Regions from separate parts of the Zea mays genome. Here region 2 is linked to region 1. A link is a contact called in public Hi-C data. All regions are on one chromosome and are shown on one strand. Each heading gives the region's core, a stretch centred on a gene start, on an enhancer-like site or on the middle of the called end of the contact. The rest is flanking DNA. Distances are from core to core; before and after follow the strand shown. Region 1 holds the start of LOC100281712. Region 2 holds the start of LOC100278052.

The links. A called contact is a pair of places that touch in the nucleus more often than the background predicts.
Region 2: a Hi-C map of endosperm shows a contact between it and region 1, with 3 times the contacts expected there. The contact joins the promoter of LOC100278052 here to the promoter of LOC100281712 in region 1. A contact is called at or near these places in 4 of 25 Hi-C or Micro-C datasets (bundle sheath, endosperm, leaf and 1 more).

The regions. Positions count from the first base shown.
Region 1 is chr10:147,713,867-147,719,358 of Zm-B73-REFERENCE-NAM-5.0, forward strand. LOC100281712 reads right to left here and starts at 2,811. Exons shown (of 3, transcript NM_001368084.1): 1 at 1,707-2,811; 2 at 1,116-1,604; 3 at 1-183. The coding sequence starts at 2,464. The coding sequence ends at 72. It overlaps LOC103642129, which reads right to left. Exons shown (of 3, transcript XR_002265623.1): 1 at 5,437-5,492; 2 at 4,734-5,357; 3 at 4,288-4,664.
Region 2 is chr10:147,842,048-147,847,673 of Zm-B73-REFERENCE-NAM-5.0, forward strand. LOC100278052 reads left to right here and starts at 3,906. Exons shown (of 4, transcript NM_001151456.2): 1 at 3,906-4,172. The coding sequence starts at 4,092.

The DNA of each region.
Region 1 (5,492 bases), core at 1,561-4,060:
AGTGGGGGAACTGGGGACTTCCGGCCAATCTTGGGGCAGTCCACACACACACAAAAAGGAAGAAATGTCCTCTAGTGCTGCTGGTCTTCAGTGCTTGCTAGAGTAGCTTGCATTGGTTGCGTCTCTGGTTGAACAGTTTGCTGACGGGCACCGGTATTCAGCGATGGAGGATCGATTTTCCATCTGTGCACACAAATGCCACATGATCAAACAAGCATTTACTGTATGACGAAAGCAGCGATAACTTAACATAGTTTCTATGAGCACAGATGTGACCCCTATTAAGTCAAATACGCAATGGTCTAGTCATGGTATTGTATAGTTGTAATGACAGGACAAGAACGGTAGAAGAGCTGGACCTGTGAATTATTGAGGAACATGAACCGACCATTTGCTTAAGTATTCTATTTTATGAATAGATAATAATTAAGTTTGTCTTTAATATGATCTGTAGCGTCAGCACGAGTAATGGTCTAGAAATGTTCCATCGGCGGAGTTGATAGGATATGTTAATTGAAGTGATAGTAGGTATGGAAATTTAGAATGACCTGGCTCTGCTTTTGACACAGCGCATAGGACAGCTACTAGATTAGGTGGGCATGTGGAGCAAATGGGGAGCTTTTGGAGAAAGTAAGGTGTACGCACGCCAGTTATGTAATCCTTTGTGATTAAACTACACGCACCACGAAGATCATGAAATGATTTGTCTTGAAGGAAAACGATTTTCTCAGACAATGAAGTGTCATGATGCATGTTTATTGCTATCATTACTCTGCTTATATTAAAAGGATGCGTCCTAGTCCTAATATCATGGCTGTATTTAGGGATCACTAATTTATAACACAAGGCGGCATGCTACGAGACGAAGACGAAAGGAACAGGAACCAACGACACCAACTCTGTTCATGAAAACGGCAACCACCGGCGGGGTGTCACAGCTCACAGCTCGCAGTCTGCAGTCTGTACACAACGAGTATTCTGTGACAGTGCTAAGAGTACTGTTTGTGGAATTGTGGCCATGTTATGCAAATTGGCTATAATAGTTCCAAAGTACCTGTTGGCAATTTGTAAAGTTGAAATTGCAAAGTAGCAGGCGAGGTGTTCGGCGAACTTACTCGTGTGGGAATTTGACCTCGTGGATACTGTCGGAACGCAGCGAGGACCACGCGAGAGCCGCCTGGACGCAGCTGGCGAGCGGCTCGACGCGGCCAGCGTCGGTGACGAGCGCGAGGGGGCTGGCGGCGCGGGGGTCGGCGTCGTCGAGATCGCGCACCCACACCGGCCGCTCCTTGGCGTCCTCCCACAGCGCCCGCGCGTTCACCACGAAGCCGGACCACTCCAGCCTGCTGGCCATCAGCATGTCGCTCCGGTTCGCCGGCAGCACGGTCTCCTCCGAGACGCGGTAGCCCACCAGATTCCCTTCCGCGTCGCACGACGGCGCCTGTAGGAAGGACTCGCTGGCGCCGTCGTCCTCGCCCAGGATGCCGACGGGCACGGCGCCCACGGTGGTCACCTTCTGCGCCTCGTCGAACAGCTCGGTGCGGAGGATGCTGTTCTCGTCGGCGAACACCACGATGCCGTCCATCCGCTTCGTCCGAATCTCCCTGTTGCATTATCAATGAGCGAGAGATGATGAGCGGAGAGGGAGGCGCCGCGTGCGTGAGATGAGACCCCTCCCATCTCGCGGTTGGAGCTTGCGTACGGACCTGAGGGCGTGGATTCGCAGGCTCGCGGTGGAGTCGCCAGGACCGGTGATGTGGAGGAAGTCGAGGTTGGAGCGGGAGAGCACCGCGGCGACGGCGTCTGTGCGGTTGCCCGGCTCGACGACGATCCACACGAGCTGGGCGTCAACGAGGCGGAGGGTATGCGCCAGAGACGTGAGCGACGGCACCTGGAGCGCGGAGGTGGTGGTCGGGGTGACGGCGATGACGGGCCTCGCGGGTCCCGCGCCGCGGCGCTTGGTGCTGCGCTGCGCGTTCTGGACGGCGGCGAGGATGCGGTGCGCCTTGAGGAGCTCGCTGGGGTCCGGGTGGGGCCAGGCGCGGACGCGGATCGGGTGGCGGCCGACGAAGACGGGGCCGTGGCGGTGGTGGTGGTGGTGCGGGTGGGCGCCGCCGATGTCGGCGGCCACGGTGGTGGTGGTGGTGGTGACGGTGGTGGTGGTGGTGGTGGTCGTGGTGATCGTGGCCGTGGCGTTGGCCCCCGCGAGCGCCACGGCGGGCGAGGACACGAGCGAGACGAGGTGCGCGGCGGGGTTGATGGGCGGGGTGGGCAGGAAGAGGAGGAAGACGATGAGGCGGGAGAAGCGGAAGCCGACGGCCATGGATGTGGCGCAGAAGAGCGCGTGCAGCAGCAGCCACGTGGCCGGCAGCGAGGGCTTGGCCGGCTCCGGCGCCGCGTCGGGCGGCCCCGCCGCCGCAGGCCCCAGGCCCGGCCACAGCGGACGCAGCAGCGGGAGCTTCATGCCGGCCGAGCCGCGGACAAGGTTCCCCTGCCTCTGCGCTGCGGTTCGCGCGCGCGGGCGTCCTCCGGTGCTGTGGTCTCGCAGTCAGTCAGTCAGTCAGTCACAGCCTACGCGCTAAGCCAGCCAGCGGGCGGTGGCAGCAGGAGCCGGCGGTGGCGGTGGCGGTGGTGAGAAGCTAGCTGGTGAATGGTGATATAAGCACTAAGCAGCGAGGCTAGCCACAAGAATAAGCAGGGCGGACATGGGGCGGCGATGCAATTATTAGGAGCGCGGCAGCCGGCAGGGAAGAAAGGGCAAGCGGTGGCCTCTGGCCTGGTGGGGAAGGGGATGGGCGATGGCCCCTGGGAATTTGGCAATGGGCAGCGCCTGCCCGCGCGGCGCGGCGAGGAGCAGTGCCGATCAGTCTGGTGCGACGCGCGAAAAGGACACCCGAGTTGGGCGGGTGACGGTGGCCTCAGAAAGGGACGGAATGTTTTGGCAGGGTGTGCGCTGACAGGAAAACACGCTTCCGTGCACTGCGCCGTCTTAAAAAATGGTCATTCCCTTCACTGCTTTTTATTACCGTCCTGTGAGCCCTGTCAGTCATGACTCAGTAGTAATTGAGCTACAAAAGTGGTTACTGCTCACAGGAGTTCACAGCAGATGAAACGCATGGCGGCGTGAGGTGATCAGTGCTCCGGCGGTACCGCGCTGAGGTTCGGTGTCAAACCGAGATGGGATGGAATCAATCTTGGACTGACCTCGTCCCTTATTTTTTTGAGGGAGGACCTCATCCACCATTTTTAAGAATTTTCTTTACCCTGACTCTAGATCTCCAAACCGGATCAAGTTAAAATGATCTCATCCCATCCCTCTTCGTCCTTAGGCTATGCGCAGCGCATCCCGCCACACGCCCTCTCCCCTTCGTTTAGCGTGTGCAGAGCAACGCTACACGCTGCAGCGCTCACCGCTACCGCTGCTACAGTACAAGCGCAATGCACAGTGAACCGCCAGATGCAGGGTAACGCTAACGACTCCTCTTGCGTATTTTTGTAACACGTGAGTATTTATTAGATAGAGAAAAATTGATAGTAAATGAAAAGTAGGTATAGGAAATGATATTTTACAGTTGTAGTGGGGTATAGGGGGAGAATATAGGGGGAACCGCTGCGGGAGATAAAAAAGTAGGGGATGAAATGTTGATGATGTGATGTAAAAAAGTGATATAGGGGGAAAAATTTAGGGGTAACCGTTGCAGACAGTCTTACTCGTCCCTCTATCCAAACACACCAATGCGGTTGGCAGCGGCTACGGCTGCGGCGTTCTTCGGATCGTCTGGAGCACAGACACGAGAACAAAACGACCGACCGACCGATGGTGCGCCATCTGTTCCGCATTCCACCACGTTGTCGCCGTACGTACGCTCCCGCTGCCGAACCGGAGCGCACCATCATTTGCAAGCACATGTAGGATTCCCAGGCCGTGGGTCTGGATTGGCGGCGAATCCAGATTTCCGTCTGACTGAGACCGACGGCGCATTCTCGTCGCACGTCTTCTGGGCGGAATACGGGCATGTTTGGTTCTATGCCTAGGATGCCACGCCTAACCTTAGTTAGCTGCCACATTTGTGGCTTGCCTAATCTGCCTTAGCTTAGCTTGTGTTTGGTTCATGTGTTCGCCTAAGATTAGGCTTGACTTTAAAAACTGTGGCACTTGTTTGGATTATTGCCACGCCTAAACTTAGGCATACATGTCAATATGTGGCAGCTGTTTGGTTGTTCACCAAAACTCCATTCACGCCACATAAACTAAACATGTGCATCACATGAACACATATATAAGAATATAAAAAACTTACACCACTATAATCACATGCGCATGATAAGCTAATAATCAGTTCATAATAGCTCCACAACATGTTCATTACAGCTGATTAATAGGTCTAAAATAGATTCGAAACAGTCTGAGGTAGTTGCTATTACAATACACACACAAATATGTATATATAATGGTGCTAAACATTCAGCTATGAGCAGCACCATCCATCTCCTTAAGCCTTATTGATCAGCTTAGAAGACGTGCAAAAGAATGAGGCATCACCACCGCCATAAACATCACCTGGCCACTGAGCAAAATAACAGGCAACCACCTAAGGAATTCACACCAAAACAGCCAGCCAACAACACCACCCTTCCATCCACAAAAGAGTACCTGGTTGAGCCTAAAACAAGTGCAAAACATATCAGCTAAGTACAAGTTGAAACAATAAAACTAATGATATGTGAATCACCTAATCACTTCACAGTAGTGTTGAATCACTCAAAAACTTGAATACCCATGACTGAAATGTTGTTTCAGCTGAAGCGGATAAGAAACCACGCATGCCCTTTTAATCCTTTGATGCTAGAAATGTCCCAACTATCAGTTTTTGATCAGTAGTCAATGTCATTTTTTCAAGCCTTTGCCATAATTCGGCATCAGAGTTCAAAGAAGGTATAATAGGTGGAGGTGGTGGTTGTTTAAGTTCGTTCCGAAGATCCATCAAAGTAGTGTTGATTTCATCTCCTATCTTTGCCATGCGGCTCCGTGGTCTCACATCTCTTTTGACTGGTATGGCATCTCCTCTTGGACGCTTGATTCCAGAGCTAGATGAGCTCTGATCGATAACTTGAGATGGAATTTTAGGAGATGGTAAAGTGTCAGAGTCATCACCTAGGTCATCCTCAGGTTGACCATAGTTGGAGACATCATTGCATATGTCATCATCATTATCATTATCATCGACAGGTTGACTTTCATTTAGGCAAGTAGTAGCATCCATGGCAAGAGATCCATCAGCACTACTGTCAAGGAATAGCTCCTGCATTTCATTGAAGAATTTGATGGGCTTTGAAAGGAGCCTCCTTGCTCTATCCTGCATCCGGTTATATGTTTGTTAGTAATATTCATGGACCATGCTGTGAAAATAAAATTAAAATAGAAAAACAGAATACCTTTAGTTTTTCCTTCTCTGATTCTGATATGATTACCATAGACCTTGTTGTGTCAA
Region 2 (5,626 bases), core at 2,656-5,155, 130 kb after region 1:
AGAACAAACAGACAAAACACAGTGCAAGTGAATTTTGATGCTAGCATTTTTGTCTGGGGTAACAAAGTTGATAAAACTCATTAGCCATTAGTAGTATATATGCATGTGCAATCTTCTTTGGTCATCCCTTTGTTGTGCACAAAGAAAATCTGATTATGGTGATTTTTGTAGATTAATCTCATGCAATTTCTTGCTGTAAAGCTTGGCCAGTGGCCACCAGTATATGACTATGTAGATTAATTTGCCTGCATTTGCTTGCTGATGAGTTTGGCCAATGCCAAAGCTGTAGGCGCTGGTCAGCGACATTTTATTGTAGACTAAAATTACTGCATTCTTTGGTGCAAATTACTTGATATATGCTGTTAAAGGCCACATGAATGAAAGGTGTAGAAGAATAAAGGTTAGCGAAAGTGAACTTTCAGGGTAGTTCCCCTTTTTCTTCTTTTGTACACAGACACAAATTTCAGGCTGCCCTCAGTCCTGCAACTGGGAAAAGCTAGTAAAGAACAAAGGGAAAGAGACAAAACAACACAAAGGTGAAACTTGATGCCAATACTTTCTTGGAGGAACAAATTAAGTGGATATGCTTTCACATGTTACTTCTTTCTATCCATCTGTACAAGTAGTAACGACTTGGTGAACTGATGTGTGTGTTGTATACTTGTATCTATTGTTTGCTTGCTTCTTTGAGCGCGTGATTGAACGAAAAAAAAAATCCATGTGATATTGTGATTGAATGTAACCGACGAGTTGATGATGGGCAGGAGGGGTTTCAACTTGGGCTACGCGTTCATCAACTTCACCACCACGATGGCACCCCGCATGCTCTACTACGCCCTGCAGAAGTCCGGCTGGACCGTGTACGGCTCCAAGAAAAAAAAAAACGACCACAAGGATGCGTAGCAGCAGCTGCAGCCTGAAGCCAGTAGCTAGGAAAAGGAGTAAACTTGTTCTGAGGGAAAGGTTGGGGGACTTTGGACGGTAGCTGCGTCTGCGTGGTGGTGGTCTGATCGGGATGTCTGTAGTCTGTTCCGTAGAGCTAGCGTAGCGGTAGTGTCTTTGTACTGTGGTGTAGTGGAGAGTGTTTGTGTGTTCCATTTCCATGTCATGTGTATACGGTGTACCTGTTGTGTCTTGAACTCCGATGAGGATGAGTGGTAGCAGCGCGCGGCTGGGTGTATGGTTTGTAGTACTAGTAGGCAATGTATGTGTGTGTCCCACTTTCACTTTGGTGTGTTGTTCATGGAACTGGCAGAAGCTTTTGTGATGCGATGCATGAATGATTCCCCGAGAGAGCATGAATCCCAGAGGAAGAGAAGGGCGGCAGAGAATCTCTTCTCTGGCCGTGTCCGAATCCGTGGCGCCATCAATGCGACCGGGCGAGGGTTCGCGGTCAAACAGTTGCCACTCCGGTGAAAACTGGGAACGGCTCGCCGATCTTGGGGGGCAGCGGCAGCCGGCGACGACATCTCCCTTCCGCGTCTGGTCGTGCTGCTGCGTTGCGTCGCCCGGCCCTGTCCTCTCGGTGCAGATGTGTGTTTTATTATCTTAATGCTTTATTTAAGTTGTTAACGTAATTTTATTAAACTTAAGTCAGAATTTGATTGTTCTTGATTTACTACATTGTTCTTCCGATAGATGCCTCACATTTTCCTTTTTGTTCAGGTAACAGGCATGGATATAGATGTCCAATAAGCACGAAGCCCGCGAGCCCGGCACGAAGCCCGTTTTTTGGCCCGGTCCGAGCCCGGCACGGCCCGGTTATATGCGGGCCCGGGCCGGCCCGGCACGAATAAGCGGGCCGGGCTCGGGCAGGAAATTAGGCACGGTGGGCTAGCCCGGCACGGCCCGTTTAGCGCTAAGCCCGTTAAGCCCGCTTTTTTTACACTAAAACGTGCTTTTCGGCCCGCATAGCCCGCTTTTCGGCCCGCTTTTTTCGTGCTAAACGGGCCGGCCCGGCCCGTTTAGGCCCGTTGCGGGCCGGGCTCGGACAAGGAATTGAGCCCGCGTGCTTAGCCGGCCCGGCCCGGTTTTTTAATCGTGCCTGGCGGGCCAGGCCCAAAACGGGCCGGGCTTCACCGGGCCCGGGCCGGACCGGGCCGGGCGGCCCGTTTGGACATCTATAGGCATGGAGCTGTGCACCGGCAATGGGTTTTGGGTCGGCTGTGCATGGGCTTCATAATATATGTTTTTAGATACCCATGCTGTCTCTTGTTGTTGGAAGTGAGTAACTTCTATAGTCGTAGCAAGTTATGGTAACTTCTTTATTTACAATACTTAGTAGAGCTGGTTCATATATAAAAACTACTCATAGTAATGCAATAATTCTCGTTTATCCCATCACTAAAACTATTAGTGAGCCAGTTATATTTTTTTTTACATGGTTTCCAATTTTGATGCTTTACTGGTGGCCATCTCCAGCAGGCCGTGTAAACGGCCGTGTAAAGTACTGTTTTGCACTGTAGATTACACCAGGGGCGGATATTGGGCTCGGGCCACCTGGGCCGTGGCCCGGGTCGTAGCCCAGAAACAATTTTATATATGTATAGAGTTTTGGCCCAAAAGAAATCTAAACGGGCCTAACACAAGGCATGCTTCCCAGCCGATGCGCTGTGCATCCGCGCGGCTGACGGCGCCGCCTCCAAGGCTTGGCTCTGGCTGCGACCTCCGGTGTCCATCGTCCGCCCTCCTGCGTCCGTTCGTTGTCCGTCCGTCCCGTCCGCCGTTCGCCCTCCAGCGTCCGTGCTGTCGTGCATCGTCCGCGCCCGGCGCCTCCGCGGTCCGCCGAACGCCCATGATGCTGTGACCCATCCGGTCGTCCGCACGTCCGGTCCAGCGTGCAGGTCCCGAGGTCCGGCCAGGCGGGCCAGCTAGCCAACCGGCCAGGGGCAGCGTCGGGCGCCGCTCGCCCCTCGACGGCTCAGCCACGTCCAGTGGCAGTCGACCTCCCTGGCTCCCTCCAATTTCCAATTCTCCGTTACGTTTGATTTCCATCCACTGCTCCAAGCCTTCAAATCTCCAACAGTCCTACTAACTGTAAGCATCTTCTCATTTTCTTAGTTTCTTTTTTTTTGTTACTAGTGAACAACGAGCTAGATACTAGATTGTTAAATGTTTCTGTGATGGTAGATTGACATAATGGATGGGAGGAATTGTTTGAGAAGGTAAAGACCTTTTATAATCAACATAAAATTATTGTACCAAAGATGGATGATACAATTACTGTTCGAGGTCGCTCAAGGGGACATGGAGGTCAGTTAGTGACTTACTATCATCATTTCAAAAATGAGATCTTTATTGTTGTGTATGATCAAGTTATTGTGGAATTAAAAATTCGTTTTATTGAAAGATCTACTCAATTATTGAAATGCATTTCTTGTCTAGATCTAAGAAAAAGCTATTAGAGGCGGGGAAGGACCAAATCGTCTCTAATTAGGTACTTTTATATTTTTTATCAAGTTTATTGTATTTTTAGATGCTAAATTGAAGTAAATACTATCTTAGTCTGTGTTTGTGATATATTTTGTTTTAGCGGTATTTAGCCGTACATTATATTAGGGGTTCTTTAAAGTAACCTTCAAGTTTTATAGTGGCCCGGGGCTTTAATTTTATAGAGCTCCGCCACTGAATTACACTGTTTGCAGAGTAGAGTTTGAAATAGGTGGTGATAAAGGGAGTGGAACAGGGAGTCTGCTAGAGATAAATCCCGCGCCTTGTTCCCGTACACCCGTATGCATTGCAAGTTGCCCCTAGTGAAAGTGTGCATTGCACGGGAGGAGGAGGCAGCCTTTGATCCGGAGCTTCCGAATACGGCGGATCAGGGCGTGTCGGGTACGTTGGCCGGGTCGGTGAAATTGTGAGAAAACGAGACGTGCCTGCCACTCTCTCTCTCCTCCGCTGGCCGACCTGCCCCCTCCCTCCCTCCCTCTGCTGCTGTAGCTGAGCCCTACGGGCACCTCTCCGTTCAGGAGCAAAGCCAAAAACATCATCCCCCTCGCCAAGAAAGAAGGCAGACGAAGGCAAACCCTAGCCAACGCGTACGCCTCGCCCCCCGCGCCTCCTCCCCCAGATCCGGCCGATCCGTCGTTGCCATGGCGCTGCGAGCTCTCGCCGGCAAGCTGAGGGTCCTCCCTTCACGAGCGGCGGCCTCTCGCTCCTTCGCCTCCCAGATGGTTCGTTCCCTTTCCCCCTCCCTCTCGGCTGTAATCAGGAGGCATGATGATCTGGATGCAATTCTCTATGGATGGGTGTGAATTAGGCTTTCCTCTTGCAATTATGTGTAGTTTTTCCTTAGGGCTTGTCTAGATAGGTGGGAATCAGGCTTAATTCCTCTGGGCTGGGGGGAGAATGGAGTAATTTCTCTGCCATCCCTGCCCTATCGGGGCTCTCTCTCTCTCTCTCTCTCTCTCTCTCTCTGTGATGACCCGTGGCCGCGGCTAGGGTTCGCCGGGCGTGAGTCGGTAGCAGACCAGCGAAGAGAAAGAAGCCAAGGACACTGGTGAGTTGGATTTCGGTTATCTCTTTTTCTCTCTCATCTCAATCAACCAGTTACAGTATTTATAGATCTGAAATCCAACTAACAGAACGACTAATGACTTGGCTAATCACTTATTACAGCCCAAAGAAGATTAATACGGCCCTATTATGGCCCAAACCCTAATACACGAAAGACCCACTAATACTCCATACCTGTGCCTAAGCACCGCCACCTTGGGTCATCACATCTCCCCCAGCGTCAAAAGACGCTTGTCCCCAAGCGTGCGCTGTAGGAAACCTTACTTTCACCACTTCATAGTCTTCCCAGGTAGCCGCATCTGCTGGAAGACCTGTCCATTTGACCAGCACCTGGACAATAGCATTGTTTCCTTTACGTACCATCCTTCGATTCAGAATTTGGTCAGGCTCAACATCCCCTTGGGACAGATCAACCAAGAGAGGAAGTTCAGTGTAAACTGGAGAATAACACGGGTGAAACGGCTTAAGTTGAGACACATGAAACACTGGATGCACATGAGCATCGGGTGGCAATTCCAACTTATATGCCACTGCCCCAACTCGAGCTATAATCTTGTAAGGCCCAAAAAACTTAAAAGACAATTTAGGACAAGGCCGATTCACCACTGTCTTCTGTGCATATGGTTGAAGTTTTAACAGCACCAATTCTCCTACTTGAAACTCTCTTGGTGTTCTGCCCTTATCAGCATATTGCTTCATACGCAACTGTGCTCTAGCCAACTGTTCCTTCAACATGGCAGAAAAAGCACTCCTTTCCTTGACCCACGTAGTGACATCCGGGTCCTCAATATTGATGAGTCTAGGAAGGGCTAGCATAGGAGCATCATAACCATATAACACCCTGAATGGTGTACAACCCAAAACAGCATGATAAGTGGTATTGTACCAATACTCCGCGAGAGCCAACCAACTCTTCCATTTGGTGGGCTGAGAATTGACAGCACACCGGAGATACATCTCCAAGCATTGGTTCACACGTTCACTTTGGCCATCAGTCTGTGGGTGATAGGCTGTAGACATCAACAGCTTGACCTCCATCAACTGAAACAGGTTCTTCCAAAAACTGCTAGTGAACACTTTATCCCTGTCAGATACCAGCGATTTGGGTACT